Regions from separate parts of the Mus musculus genome. Here all the other regions are linked to region 2. A link is a contact called in public ChIA-PET and HiChIP or PLAC-seq data. All regions are on one chromosome and are shown on one strand. Each heading gives the region's core, a stretch centred on a gene start, on an enhancer-like site or on the middle of the called end of the contact. The rest is flanking DNA. Distances are from core to core; before and after follow the strand shown. Region 1 holds the start of Elfn2 (leucine rich repeat and fibronectin type III, extracellular 2). Region 2 holds the start of Ift27 (intraflagellar transport 27). Region 3 has its middle 7.1 kb from the start of Cdc42ep1.

What was found. ChIA-PET counts read pairs in DNA pulled down with a chosen protein or histone mark. HiChIP or PLAC-seq counts read pairs in DNA pulled down with a chosen protein or histone mark.
Region 1: an H3K4me3 HiChIP or PLAC-seq map of stem cell-derived neural progenitor cells shows a contact between it and region 2, with 16 read pairs. The contact joins the promoter of Elfn2 here to the promoter of Ift27 in region 2. A contact is called at or near these places in 7 of 39 promoter capture datasets (the 3T3-L1 cell line, 3T3-L1-derived adipocytes, embryonic stem cells and 3 more), 4 of 115 datasets of contacts at active chromatin or transcription factors (embryonic stem cells, forebrain, pancreatic cancer cells and 1 more) and 1 of 9 other capture datasets (liver).
Region 3: an RNA polymerase II ChIA-PET map of memory CD8 T cells shows a contact between it and region 2, with 12 read pairs. The contact joins the enhancer-like site here to the promoter of Ift27 in region 2. A contact is called at or near these places in 2 of 484 Hi-C or Micro-C datasets (both in cortical neurons), 2 of 115 datasets of contacts at active chromatin or transcription factors (memory CD8 T cells and pancreatic cancer cells) and 1 of 9 other capture datasets (liver).

The regions. Positions count from the first base shown.
Region 1 is chr15:78,717,317-78,720,083 of GRCm38.p6, reverse strand. Elfn2 (leucine rich repeat and fibronectin type III, extracellular 2) reads left to right here and starts at 1,313. Exons shown (of 2, transcript NM_001358692.1): 1 at 1,313-1,680.
Region 2 is chr15:78,172,636-78,175,614 of GRCm38.p6, reverse strand. Ift27 (intraflagellar transport 27) reads left to right here and starts at 1,534. Exons shown (of 7, transcript NM_025931.3): 1 at 1,534-1,846. The coding sequence starts at 1,813.
Region 3 is chr15:78,834,169-78,836,868 of GRCm38.p6, reverse strand. No RefSeq gene overlaps it. Among named protein-coding and RNA genes, the nearest start is that of Cdc42ep1, 7.1 kb to the left of the region's middle. Within about 2 kb of position 1,333, at least 139 of the 459 cell types and tissues checked have an H3K27ac peak or open chromatin away from gene starts, as enhancers often do. A contact at or near this core is called in memory CD8 T cells and pancreatic cancer cells, where this site is marked.

The DNA.
Region 1 (2,767 bases), core at 64-2,563, 540 kb before region 2:
AGCATAAGGTTTCATTGGGTCTGCAAAGAAGATCTGAAGGATGGGTAGGAAGAAATGCGCCTGCCACTCAAAAAGGTACAGGTCGGGAGGCTTAGAGGTGAGACACCCCACAGTCTCTCTAAATTGTGACATAACAGGTGGCCTGGGTCTCAGCGCTTATCTACCCTTCTGGTCCTATCCTGGGCTACTTTCCTGTCCTCGGATGACAAGAGCGAGGCGATTTTGTACAGCATTTCTTTCTGCTCTAGTGCTACCCAACTCCACGGGTCCCTCTGTACTAAGTACACCAGGATGCTTTCCGCCTCTGTGACTTTGCACATGTCGTTCCCGCAGTCTGGGATACCCTTCTCCACTTCCTTCAGCTGAGCAACTCCTACCCATCAGCTCCCATTCATCTGTCCAGACTCAGCCCAGGCCTGTTAGGAGTTCCAGCAGCCGGGCTGAGTCGCTGTGCACCACCTGAGGACAGGCTCTGGTGAATGCGGCCCGGAAAAGTGATTGCGAAGCACAAAGTCTGGCGGCGGCAGAGCTCAACTGTCTGGGTTGGCGGGTCACAACGGCTGGAGGAGACTCCTGACATCAGCCCAGACTCCCACCAGCTGCTTGTGTGCCCAGCTTCGGGTGCAGAGCCTCAACTACCGCTGCCTTGCAGGGAGACTCCCTTGCAGGTGGTGGTGGTGGTGGTGATGGTGGTGGTGTCTGTGTTTGAAGCGGAGCTTAAGCTGTGGCCAGGAAGGCCTTAGGAAGTTTCTCTTTGTGGCCACAGAGCCCAATATGCTCCCGGGGATGGGGTAAGGCAGCGAGGGGTAGCCAAATGCCTTGGTTTGGAGGCAGGGAGAATTGGGAGACTCCACGGACTCGGACTCGCTGTATAAACTTTGGGCAAGCACTCTGCTCACCCGCCTCAGCTGTCCCGCCTGCAAAATGGGAACGCAGCAGCTCCACCGCAGTGCTCTCCAGTGGTTACACGCGGAACACCGGGTCAGGGCGCAGGCGGAAAGGGGTGCTCGGGCATGGGAAGGGGGGAAGCGGGGTTGGGGATGAGATTGTCCTCGAGCAGGGCGCTGCACCCGGGGCAACTTTGCCTCCAGCTGTTGAATGAGCTGGAGGAGGCGGTGGTGGGGTGAACTGAGACATAGCCCGGAGAGAGGTGGCCGAGGTGGGGCGGGGCCGGGGGGCGCGCTCGGCGGGTGCCCGGGGCTTGGCGGTCCGCGGTGCAGCCACCTCACAGGGCGCTGCAGCTGCAGTAGCGCCAGAGCCCAGCGCGGCCCCCGCCCCGTGGCGTGTGTCTGGGAGCGCGCTTGTGGCCGTGGAAGCAGACGGCGGAGGGGCGGGAGGGTCTGCAGCGGAGAGAGGCCTGTGAAGGGATCTGGCTACAGAGCCGGACGGACCGACAGACGCAGTGATCGCCAGCCCCTGAGGTCCTCCGCCCAGCACCCGGGCCCTCTGCGGGCAGCAGCCCTACGCGGCGGGAGGCGGGGGTGGCAGTGTCTGCGCGCACACGCACGCTCACAGACACACACGCCCGGGCCACGCCACAGACACACGACACGCACAGAGCCACGGCCGGCCGCCGCGCACACTCGCACCCGCGCTCACGCTCGCTCTCCGGCGCAGGCCCCGCAGCAGCCGCTGCCGGGAGGTGGTGGCATCCCGCTCGGATCCCAGTCAGGACTGGAGGTGAGTGGATTCCTCCGGATCCGAGTGCTGCAGGCGGCTGGCGGGGACCCCGGGAATCCAGGCTGAGCTGAGGGCTCCCTGGCCGCCAGCGGGGGTGGGGCTTGGAAAGGGACCTGGGAGGGGAGGATGAGGCAGGGAGAGCCACTCTTCTTGGTTCTTCTTGGTCTGGGGATCCCCCATAAGACCCCCAAGGGACCACCCTGCGCAAGGTGGTGGGGGAGAGGCTGGGCGGAGGCGTGGTGGGAGGGCAGGGAGGACGAGCGTCGAGGTGAACATTTTCGCGGTGGTGATGCAGAAGCTTGAGCAGGGTTTTGCTAGCCAGTACCACGCCGCACCTCTCTGGCCCCCATTTTGGCGAACCAGAGCTCCGGCCCGCTTTTCACTGAGTCGTGGCGGGTCAAGGAATTCATCTCACTGGTAAGGGGGGCTTCACAGGGTGGCTAGATCTCTAGCCCAGGGGGAAGGGACCGGCTTTCGACTTGCCCCCTATCTCTCAGGGGCACTGTGAATGTAGTAGGGGGACCAGAGTTAGGGTATGCTGGGACCCTTGCAAGGACTTGGATTTTTTTCCCCTCGGCAGGGCTGGTGTGGGACAGAAGCACCAGCATAAACGGACAGACTGCAGCTCTGACTGAGCCCCACCATTGCCTAGTGGTGTGTGTGTGTGTGTGTGTGTGTGTGTGTACTGCTACTGGCTAGGAGGGGGTAGAGGGTGGGTGTGTTGGCTGGTGGGGTGGTATATGCATGTGGAAAGGATGTGTATTGACTCAGGATAGACCCCCATTGCCACACAGACACACACACAATCTGTGGCTCAGCAGGGCTTCCTTGGAATATTTGGAGGGGAGAGAGCTTGTATGTGTCTGTGTGTCTGTATGTGCCTGTGTGCGTCTCTCTCTCTCTCTCTCTCTCTCTCTCTCTCTCTCCCTCTCTCTCTCTCTCTCTCTCTCTCTGAATCTGCGTACTTGGGGAGATTGTGTGGAGGAGGATAGAGGCTGCCAGGCCTCGGTGTGTCAGGCATGACCAAGGAGAATGAGCCGGGGACACTGCTCAGAATCTCAGCCAGATCTGGATACATGTGGTACTT
Region 2 (2,979 bases), core at 285-2,784:
CAAGTATTATAAGGACAATATTTAATTGGGGCTAGATTACAGGTTCCCAGGTTTAGTCCATTATCATCAAGGTGGAAGCAGGGCAGCATCCAGGCAGCCATGGTGCAGGAGGAGCTGAGAGTTCTACATCTTCATCTGAAGGCTGCTAGCGGTAGACTGACTTCCAGGCAGCTAGGATGAGAGTCTTAAAGCCCACACCCACAGTGACACTCCTACTCCAACAGGGCCACACCTTCTAATAGTGCCCCTCCCTGGGCAGAGCATATACAAACCATCACAGGTACCTAATGTGATGGGCTATGGGGAGGTGCCTGGGAAATGGAACCTAGTTGAAAGAGAATGTGACTTTGGGGGCATATCCTGGGAACTATTTCTTCCTTTCCCAACATGAGGTGGCTATATGCTTATATGCTGTTGTTGTTATGATGGTCAACCAAATGGCCAAACTAAACCTTTCCTCCTTTAAATAGTTTCTCTCCGGTGTTTTGCTACAGTAACAACGCCCCGATGCATGGACACTCGCCTACTTCCTGTACCCATGAGTTGGTTTCTATCTTCAGAGTTCCAGAGGTTACATGCCTTGCAGAGCCATATCCCACTTAGTGGCAAAGCAAGAGGGGCTCCCAGGAAAGTCAGGTGGCATTTACCCACCCTCCCCTCATGAGGGGCAACACCAGGATAGCATCCATTCACCCATAACAGAGGAATCCGACTGAGAGAGGCGTGTCCTCCCATCCATTAAGATATCACGTCAAATTAGGCCTATTTTAGATTTTAGTTTAATTTAACTGATACATAACATAAAGTGATATATAGTTACATATGGATATACTGTGTGAGTTTCCATCAGGACCTCGCTCTTTCCCCCTTCCGGAAGGTGCACAGCACGGGTGCTGTCCGCAGTTGTTTGCTGTGCAAGCATGCAGGGCCTTCCTGTCTTCCTCACTGCTCAACGTTGCACATTTTTCCCTCCCCGCTATTTCAGTTTTTAGGGTTCATAACATGCTTGGGCTTTAAAGATGGCATTTCGATTCTGGACGTGAAGCAAAGGTTAGGTCTCCAAATGTTCTTTGCACCCGGGGTCGGGGAAAGATACCAATAACATCCAGGACCCGCGACAGCAGCTTCCTTTACTGCGCAGGCGCCATTTCAGCGGCGTCACCCCTCTCAGTGTGGGCGAATCCATTCCCAGGAAGAAGGGGCAAGGTGCAGCGAATCCCAAACTCTTCGCGATGGTTAAAGCCATGCTCTGGCCAATCAGAAAGCCCCATTAATTCCCGCCTCCGGCTGCATCCTGGTTGGGCTGCGTCTCCAGAGACGCTAGGCGGTGCCCAGCGGTGATTGACAGCATCTAAAGCCATTGGCCAAGCTGAGAGCAGTTAAAGAGCAGAAACCTCTCCGCTTTGTTCCGCGAAGGGAACCGGTTTTCCCCGCCTCCTTCTTCTATTGGGTGCCTGGGGTCTCCGAGCTTTTGAGAGCAACCAATCAGGAGACAATATGGAGGGAGAAGGCGGGTTGATGATGGTTGCCAGGAGCCTGTTTGGCGCGACTCTTGGGACCAGAGGACTAGTGGTTGTGTCTCAACTCTTCTTTGGGCCGGGTCTAAGGCTGGACTTGGAACGGGTTCTGCTCCGCCCCACCGGAACCTTTGCAGGCTGCCTGGGGCCTGAAGCCCTCCGTCCACCCAACCCTAGCACCCGGGCCATCATCCATCCCTCCATCACGGCCTCAGGCCCTGGTGTCAGCTGTCCCCGAATCCTAACCCCCTTTCAGCGTCCCCCACCCCCACGTCTCCGCTAGTACCTGGTTACTATGGTGAAGCTAGCTGCCAAATGCATCCTGGCAGGTGAGTGCTATATGTGTTTGAACGCGTGGTCCCCAGAGCCCTAGCCGTCCTAACTCGGGCGGTTTTGGTTCACCATCGCGTCCACTCTCTGTCTCCCTTAGGAATGGCTGTAGTGACCAACAGCAGATTCTAGAAGGCGCGCGGGGCGGGGGAATGGGCTCCACAGGACACTCCCCCCACCCCTAGGGCACATTTGTAGATGCAGCTGTGTCCCGGTCTCCCTCCCATATTTTGAGACTACCTTCACCAGATAGACTTAACAAACTTGAGCGAAGTACAAGCATGGACTTGTCAGGGGTCAGCGTTGCTGGTCCCACTCACTCTGATGTCAGGAAGATGGGGTGGCGCATCTGAGAGCATTAACTTAGAGATTCCCCGGAAGTAAGATGTTTATTATTGTTGACTGTCAGGGAAATAGCCTGCACAGTGCCCAGAGTGTGGATGAGTATTATATAGATATATACAGAGTGATCTGGTGGTGCTCACACTCGTGGGCTTGCCTTGAGCCAGTCTGAACATTCGGAAGCCTATATGCTTAGCTTGTAGTCTGGTTGACAGCTGAGCACATGTGTCTACCGAGGCGACACTGCAGCCAGTGTCATGTGGGGGTATTTCATTTAACCCTTTTGCCACAGCGCCCCCAGGTAGCTTCTGTGATGTGACCTGATGTGACCGAAGCCCTGAGTGGTGTTGCCATGGGTGAACCCCCAGTGGAAGTCGTACACCCCATTCCCAGATTCGCCTGACTTCTGCCTGTGGGTCAGGAGTGTTGGCTACTTCTTATTGTGACAACTTACTGGACCGGAAGTTGGGAGTTTATTGTGCTCACGGGTCCAGAGGACTGCCCATCATGGTGAGGAAGGCATGGTGGCAAGACTGGGAGGCAGGCTGGCCACGTTAAGTCAACAGTCAGGAAATGGAGCATGAGCCTTGGCTCTCAGCTCTCTTTCTCCCTTTTATTCAGTCAGGGGCTCCAGCCTGTAGAGTGGTGCCACTCACCTTTGGGGGCGGGCCTTCCCGCCTTAATCTAAACTAGAACACTTCTTACAGGCATGTCCAGAGGCTTGTCTCTTCCGTGATTCTTCTTTGTAATCCAAAGATTAGCAGGGGTGTCTTTTGATCTTTATTCTACC
Region 3 (2,700 bases), core at 84-2,583, 660 kb before region 2:
CCTTCCTTCCTTCCTTCCTTCCTTCCTGGATGCTTCCTGGAAGAGGAAGAGACTTTAGGATACAGTTCCCAGAGGCTGTGCAAACTGGAAGGCTTGAAAGCCAGGCTGAGTACACCATGCATAGGGGTGGCATGTGTGCACATACGTGTGGCATGTGTGTATGAGGCCGTAGCCACGAGGAGGACTGGAACCTCAGAGTTGGGCCTGGCCTAAGGGCCTGGTGACCACAGATGAGTGCCAGCCTATCTGTCCCTGCTACTTCTCAAGCCTGGGTGTGAAGGATTTCTTGAAAGCCACTAGGCCAAGACAGGAGCTAATCCGAAGGGTTTCTTGGCATGAGCTGGAGGCCCACAGAGCACAGCTCAGAGACAGCTGGCCAGCCGGAAACGCCTCTGGAATTCCAGGCTCTGGGAAAAGGGCGAGAGCTCGGGTGACTTTTTCTCCTGAGGATCCTTCTGGGCGGCTCAGCTCTGGCTCCTAACTCCCTGGTCCACAGGGAAATGGAGGTGGGGAAAGACCTCCCCCACCTCATTGCCACTCTTGTCTCCAGGAGAGCAAGACACTGGGCGGTGTGTGGGGGTGGGGAGCACAGGAAGGATGTGGGGCTGGTTCCTTGGCCCCACCCTGAGGAGGACAGATAGATGGATGGACATGGGGACATGGGGGGTGGGGTGCTGAGGCACTTGCAGTTGCAGATGGTGGCGAGGACATCAGAAAGGGTCAGGCCCAGGTGACCCATTGTCCCCTGGGTGATGGGACTGAATTCTTCCAAGCTGGCCAGGCCCAGGATGGAAGGGTGGGGAGGGGTCCACATCCAGGAGACCTTTGTTCTTCACTTGAGGGGGGTGGGTGAGAGGGGAGGGGCTGGGGGGGACAGGAAACACGTTAAGAGTAGAACAAACAATAGCCTATTCTCCATGGTCCAGCCTGGCTGGAGAGATAGGCCCTTGGGCTGTGGGCCAGGCTTGGGCCAGAATCATCACCATCACTGCCCCCCCAGGCCCCCTGACCGCCCCCCTGCCACCCCAGCCTGGCCCCAAGATGAGCAAGTGTGCAGCAGGCTTCTCCTTCCTCACCCTCCCTGTGGGCTGTTGCCCAGGGGACTGACAGGTTCAGGGCCAGAACTCAGCAGCACACCTGGCACAGCCCCCAGTTCAGCCAGTGACACCCCTGTCCTCGTCCCCCACCCCCACCAGGCTTGCTGGCTCCTAGCTTCCTGCTCAGATGGCTAGGCTGGGGATGAGAGGAAGATGGTCAGAGGCCCAGCCGGACCCTGCTGCATGGCGCTGCCTGGCAGGCTGGCTGAATTCTTTCTTTCCCATCCTCACGGCCCATTGTCCAGCGAGGACACAGGGCCAAGGGGATGGGGCCACTTCCTCCGCGGCTTCACATAACTGGGCAGTGTGGACATCGCCCTGGGAAATTGGTCTGTGGCCTCTCACAGCACATGAAAAGCTCCAAGCTCACTGCTGCTCTCTCTAATCCTCAAGTGTCAGAAAGACTCCCACATGTGTTAGCCACATCCTCCTGCAACACTGAGTGTGTCTGACAGTCCCGCTGTCACACATCCTTTGAGTGGCAGGGAGCTCACCGCTTATCTGAGAGGGCAACTCCACCAGGCAAGATGTCTCCCTGCAACAGCAGAATTCAGCCCCACCCCTCTGTCTTCTGCTCATTGTCCCTCCCTCCCACCTCAGCTGCCACACACAGAGAAAGGGCCCTAAAGTTCCCCCTGTCAAGTGTTAGAAGGCCTGGCTCCAGCTAGTCCCAACTGGGATTCTTGGGCAAGCTTCTCACCCTCCCTTGCCTCAGTTTATCTGTCTGTAAAATGGGAAGAGTAATGCATACCATCAAAGTGGCAACCTGAGGAAGCTGTTTTACAAACACAGGCTGGGGGTGTGCATCATAGGAATCACAGCTCCCCCCACCCCCCGCAACCCCTCTCCCTGGCTGGCTTACAGTTCTGTCATGGACTTCATGTCACATCACAACAGACTCATTAAGCACCAGGTCAGGAGAGGGCAAGGGAGCAAAGCCATTGCCTTTGAACTCAGGAATTTACACTCCCATCTGTCAGAGGGGGACGCGCAGCTTCTATTTTATATGTAGAGAACCCTTTGTAAGGTCATAAGGACCTGAGGAGGATGTCTCTCTCACCGGTGAGGAGAACAGCCCAGAAGAGTTGCTGTGACTTGCCTGAGGTCCCACAGCAAGGCTCTGCTGGGAATGGAGTTGGTTATCAGCAGGCCCTGGAGGGGTTAAGCGCTTTGGCTTGAGCCCAGGGCGGGTGGGGGTGGGGGGGGGGGTTGGGGACTCTTAAGGGGAGGGAGGGTGGGAGCAGGCAGTTCTTCCTCCTGGGTCTCTAATGCAGCCCTGGTGGGCAGTGTGAACTGCAGCCACAGCCTTGTGTTGACTCAGCGAGGTCTCCTGCCAAGGCTTGCTGACCAGAGGAGCCCCCGGGGGAGGCTCAGGCCACATTCTTTGCCTGCTGGAGACTAGGGTGGGGGAAGTGGCTGGTACATCCTGGTGGAGCCTGTGTGCTGGAGAGGAGAGGAGATGCTGGGGTGAAGGGTGGGACGAGGCGGGAAATGCTTTTCAGGGAAGCCAAGGCTAGGTACCTGAGGGGCTATCACAGAGTGAGTGGGCTGGCCTGGCCTGGATGGATTAGTCAGGGGCTGGTTGCTCCCAAGACTGAGGCTG